Regions from separate parts of the Zea mays genome. Here region 1 is linked to region 2. Evidence: chromatin contacts called from public Hi-C data. All regions are on one chromosome and are shown on one strand. The core of a region is the stretch at or near the end of the contact, and the rest is flanking DNA. Distances in the headings are between cores, read along the strand shown. Region 1 holds the start of LOC100273569. Region 2 holds the start of LOC100284183 (indole-3-acetate beta-glucosyltransferase).

Evidence for each region. A called contact is a pair of places that touch in the nucleus more often than the background predicts.
Region 1: a contact with region 2 is called in a Hi-C map of endosperm, with 2.1 times the contacts expected there. The contact joins the promoter of LOC100273569 here to the promoter of LOC100284183 in region 2. A contact is called at or near these places in 5 of 25 Hi-C or Micro-C datasets (bundle sheath, ear, endosperm and 2 more).

What each region holds. Positions count from the first base shown.
Region 1 is chr7:146,355,924-146,358,913 of Zm-B73-REFERENCE-NAM-5.0, forward strand. LOC100273569 reads left to right here and starts at 1,634. Exons shown (of 18, transcript NM_001147987.1): 1 at 1,634-2,124; 2 at 2,232-2,273; 3 at 2,375-2,472. The coding sequence starts at 1,912.
Region 2 is chr7:146,011,910-146,014,715 of Zm-B73-REFERENCE-NAM-5.0, forward strand. It overlaps LOC100284183 (indole-3-acetate beta-glucosyltransferase), which reads left to right and starts at 1,319. Exons shown (of 2, transcript NM_001157079.2): 1 at 1,319-2,071; 2 at 2,188-2,806. The coding sequence starts at 1,400.

The DNA of each region.
Region 1 (2,990 bases), core at 384-2,883, 340 kb after region 2:
ATTCACGGACGAGCGAAAAAATGTCCATGATTTGTACTGATGCACATCTCCTATATATACTACCTACTTGAGGTGCTAGAAGAAGTATGGAACATTCTATTTAGATGATGTGCCTTTTAATTACAGTTTTAATATTTTCCCCATTATATAAACACTTTGTGATATTCTCAGTAGCTCATCATCTTTCTCTCTCTCTCTCAACATTGTAGATTGGCAATGATGCTTCTCAATTTGTTGGTCCACTTGTATTGAACCTGTTGATAAAGGTATGTTTCTCATTCCATGACTTCCCCCATCGTTAACATGACTATTGAAGTGCATTGATCCTAGAACATACTGTGCGATTATGCGTATCTTAGAGCACCTTTATTATGTTCTTTGCACCAATATACTTTGTTTTTTTTCCTTATCCGGTCTTTGAAAAAAGGTGATCCATCTTGGAGCATTACATCTATGCTTTCTTGATCTTTGCAGAGGTTGGTTGTTTATCATATCACCTTTGTTACATAGGCTATGTACCCGAACTTAAAGTTAGTACAACTAAGTAGCTAACTACGGCCATAGAAGGAACTATTATCATGCATGGTAATTGTGAGAATTCCATCACCGGGTGTTTTATTATTTTCATGTGATTTCAGGTTATGGACAACTATGGTAAGGGTAGATCTTCAGTCATGAAAACTACCAGGCTGTTGCTTGATAAAGATGGCTGGAGGGGCTTTTATAGAGGTTTTGGACCAAGTTTTCTTAACATGTCTGTTTCTCGTCTAACAAAATAATAATAAGATGGGAGTCTGATATAAAACTAGGATGTGAAAAATTTATATCTATAATAATGTATGCTATTCGTTTTTTGTGCAGTTATTGTACATTACCATTTTATCGAATTTGTGTGTCATTGCAACAGACAGTCATTGTACTATATTTTATTTAGGTATGTAACTAACAAAAGTATAGAATAACAATAATTGTTTTACATATCAATGTATTTTATCATAGTGCTTCTACGTCTCATTGCATCTTACCAGTACATGTTGACTCCGTAGCAATGCATGGGCATACACCTAGTATACCTAGAAAAACCAAGACCACCTTACAATTTGAAAAGTGGGAGCAATTCCTAGAAGTGCGAAAAGGGGGAGTAGTTTCTAAAAGGCATCGGGATGAAAAGCTAACAAAGTTAGAATTGTTCTACCGTAATAGTTAATCAAACAGATTCATAACTACATGGGAGATCAAACGAAGATGAACTTTACATAAAAAATATAAAAAATGTATGGCTCATTAAGATTTATAACTTGCAGTTGTCATTTTTTATCAAATTATTTATTATCTTTTATGAAGTACTCAAATTTTAAAATATAAAGTTTAGAGCTTTTGAACGACCTCAAATGTTATGTAATTATGTTATCGCGTTGAAATAAATGTTTGTGCAACCAAAATTGTTTCTTTTTAATAAAAGACAAAATTATCCGAACTGAAACCTTCGGGTGCTGACCCAAAGGAAACGGAGAGTAACATCGGCCCGGGTTCAATTCCCAGGTCAACCGGCGCAGGCGTCGTCGTGGACCCATCGGACCGGCGTCGAAGTCCATTATCTCCGGCCTCCGCAGACGGCAGAACTGAACCGAACCGCACCGTCGAATTCCCCGTCCGACCCCACTGGTCCCGGCCTCTGCAGGGTGGCCCACCCATGACCCATCCCGCGACCGCGACCCGACCGCTCCCACCTTCCCCGCCTCGTCGTCCCCCTGCATAACCACCACCCCACCAGGCCACCATTCCTTCCTCCCCTGGTCGCCCCCGCCTCCATGGCCCTCGCGTGCGCGCCCATACCGCTCCCGAGTCCCTAGGACGCGGCACGCACCCTTCTCGCGGGCGCGGGCGCGGGCGCGGGGCGCGGGAGCAGGCATGGCGTCGCAGGTCGCTGGGTCAACCCCGGCGGTGGCGGCGCTTGGGTTCCTTCTCCCGACCTTCTGGGAGATCGAGGTCACGTGCGCCGCCGCGATGATCCTCGTGGCGCTTTACGTTGCCTACGAGCTCCTCAACCCGCGCTCCTCGCAGGCGGCAGCGGCGGGCGACGCCGACGAGCTCCTCGTGCGGGGGCTGGACGGCGCCGACAAGGTAACGTCTTGGGTTTCGGAGAATTTGGGTCATATGGTGCTGGTCATCACGGATGCTGATGCCTTGATCTCCCGTTTGATGGATGCGCTTGGATTGGATTGGGGCAGTTCAAGGGGGGTGTGAGCGGCCCCTCTGCCTATGTAGTGAAGGTGATCAGTGATCAGATTTTGGCCTCTATTCTTTTTTCCACGTCTTGCTGCCGGCAGTTGTTCTGGATGGTTTATGACTTTGATTGGATGTGTCTGTTCAGCTCGAATTGTTGGCTGCAAAAAATTTGATGGCGGCGAACTTAAATGGGACATCTGACCCATATGCATTGATCACTTGTGGTGCAGAGAAGCGTTTCAGGTAACCATATTGATTCAATACTTTGAACCCATTATCTGGATGATTTCAGTTATTTTATTAACTGTATATAGCTTTTGAAGGAGTTCCGTTTCCAGCTTATTTATCAATCTGAGAATTTTTGGACACTGTCATTTGCTTAGCCGCCATGTTCAATCTTCCCTTTGAGGAGACATACACCCAGAGAGCAAGTTGGTTGTGTTTAGGGCGAAACTATTAACTGGATGGGGTGTTCTTTTTTATTGCACTGAAGTCAGATCCTTTGCAAAGTGTTCCAAATTATAAGGCATTTTCACTTTTGTTGATACATTGTTTTTAATATGTATCTAGGCATAGTGTATATCTAAGTGCGTAAAAATGTTACGTATCTAGAAAAAACCAAATATCTTATAATTTGAATGGAGGGGGTACTTGATAGTGTAACAACAACAACAAAGTCTTATAGTCTCAAGCAAGTTAGGGTAGACTAGAGTCGAAACCCTACAGAAGCCACAAATCAAGGTTCAGGCACGTGGATAGCT
Region 2 (2,806 bases), core at 69-2,568:
GGGCCGTTTACAGTCCCTTGCTGGAGACATACTAGTTCTTCCATTTTAGCCTCATTTCGTCCCTAAATTGTCAAACGGTTGGACTAAAACAGGGACTAAACTATTCTAGTATCTCAAGAGGTGACTAAAAGGATAATCCATATAAATTTCACTTTTTGCCCATCGTTTATTTCAGTTGCACTAATGGTGAGAGATTGTTAAACAGTATTTTAGTCCTCTTATGATTTATTTAATGTGTTTTGAAAACTTTTAGTCCCTAGAACCAAATAGAATATGGACTAAACTAAGTAAATTTTAGTTCCTAGACTAGAGAAACCAAACGGACCCTGAGACTTACGTCTAGATTGCGGGAGAGATGCGCGTTCTATAGCCGCCAATTCAGTGAAAATAATCAGGATTGCTAAACACCTCAGATTACTTAGACAACGGATTCTCCAAAGAGCGGATTTTCAGAAAAAACTTGATCGACTCCAAATAGGGCCTTAATTGGCACGATTTAAGTGTATGGATTCTTGAATAAAACATATACTGCATTCCGCAGATGCTCACGTAATAAAATGTATGTCATTGCTGACAGCAAATTCATGCACTCGACGGGAAGCTTAAGTCATCGATGACGTGCGAGACGAAGAAAACGATCAAGCCAAGTGACAATCGGGCACCGCAGGTGTAGAGAAATCGACAAAAACAAGGAGAAGTGTCTCTCGTGGGTGTGGTGCCGTAGTTTTTTCAACTTGTTGTGCAGATACCGACAGGGCCAGATATTGGCCCATGACCACCCGGGCCATGATCCGGATATAGCCTTTTTTTTTAAAAAAAAATCTCCTTGAAAATATTGAAAAGCTATATAATTAATCTATCTCGTTCTAACAATATTTATATAGTGTTTATTCTAAAACTCGATTTACATTATCATGGTTACATGTTTCAAAATATGTCTTTATTATTTTTTATTAGGCTCTATCTCTAGATTTTAAAATGATTGATGTAAATAAATAAAGATATTGCTTTACAATGATATTTTTTTATGTATGTTATCTATCTTACATTGTTATATAACTGTTAAACTATATTTTTAGTGTTTTTTTATCCCAAGTTGATCTAGGGCTTTAGTGTTCCGCTACTAGATGTCTACAACTCTAGATCCCAGCCGGAGCTCATTTTTTTTGGACCGAATTTAATAGAAATAGTTGGCCACTTGGGCTTTGCTTCAGCATCTGACGAGGATTATGTCGTTGAGACGCTGAAGCATGAGGACGGTCTCACCCTCTATATAAAGAGAGAGACCTGCACTCTCGTACTTCCCAAGAAGAACATCGCCATTGCAGCAAGTCTGTATGATCTGTGACAGCTGTCGATAGAATTATCACACACATTCGTTATTCGTTGAACTACAACCATGGCGAGGCCGTCCGACCAAAGCGTCCACGTCCTCCTGCTCCCATTCCCCACGCAGGGCCACATCAACCCGCTGCTCCAGTTCGGCAAGCGGCTCGCCGGCCGCGCTGGCGTCCGGTGCACGCTCGCGGCGACCCGCTTCGTCGTCAGCTCGACGAAGCCGACCCCGAGCTCGGTCCACGTCGCCGTGATCTCCGACGGCTGCGACGAGGGCGGCCCCGCCGAGGTGGGAGGGATGGGCGCCCGCTACTTCGAACGCCTCGAGTCGGCCGGGTCCGAGACGCTGGACGAGCTCCTCCGGTCGGAGTCGGCGCTGGGGCGGCCGGTGCACGTGGTGGTGTACGACGCGTTCGCACCCTGGGCGCAGCGCGTGGCGCGGCGGCGCGGCGCCGCCTGCGCGGCGTTCCTCACGCAGACGTGCGCCGTGGACATCGTGTACGCGCACGCGTGGGCCGGGCGGGTGCCGGTGCCGCCCCTGCCGCTGCGCCCCGAGGAGGCGCGGGGCCTGGCTCTGGCTGGGCTGTCGACCCAGCTCGAGGTGGACGACATGCCGACGTTCTTGGGCGACACCAGGTTTCCACCGTGCTTCCGGGAGCTGCTGATGAACCAGTTCCTGGGGCTGGACACCGCCGACCACGTGCTCGTCAACTCGTTCTACGACCTGGAGCCGCAGGTGAGTGAACTACTGACCCAGTGCAATCACAATCGCAAATGCATGCATCGCTAGCTGTAAGATGCAAATGAATGCGCGTCATCGTTGAGTCGTGCATGCATGATCCACGCAAACAGGAAGCGGACTACCTGGCGTCTACGTGGAGAGCCAAGATGGTGGGGCCGACCGTCCCGTCGGCGTTCCTCGACAACCGCCTCCCGGACGACGTGTCCTACGGCATCCACCTGCACGCCCCAATGGCGGCAGAAAGCAAGGCGTGGCTGGACGCCCAGCAGGCGGGGTCCGTCCTGTACGTGTCCTTCGGCAGCATGGCGTCGCTGAGCCCGGAGCAGATGGGCGAGATAGCCGAGGGCCTCTACGGCAGCGGCAAGCCCTTCCTGTGGGTCGTCCGGGCCACGGAGGCCGCCAAGGTACCCAAAGGCTTCGCCGACAGGGCCCAGGCCACCAGGGGGCTCCTGGTGTCGTGGTGCCCGCAGCTGGAGGTCCTGGCGCACCCCGCCGTCGGCTGCTTCTTCACGCACTGCGGCTGGAACTCGACGGTGGAGGCGCTCAGCGCCGGCGTGCCCATGGTGGCGATGCCCGACTGGTCGGACCAGACGACCAACGCCAAGTACATACAGGACGTGTGGCGCGTCGGCGTGCGGGTGCGCCCGGACGGCCGGGGCGTGGTGAGGAGCGAGGAGGTGGAGCGGTGCGTGCGGGACGTCATGGAGGGGGAGATGGGCGAGGAGTTTA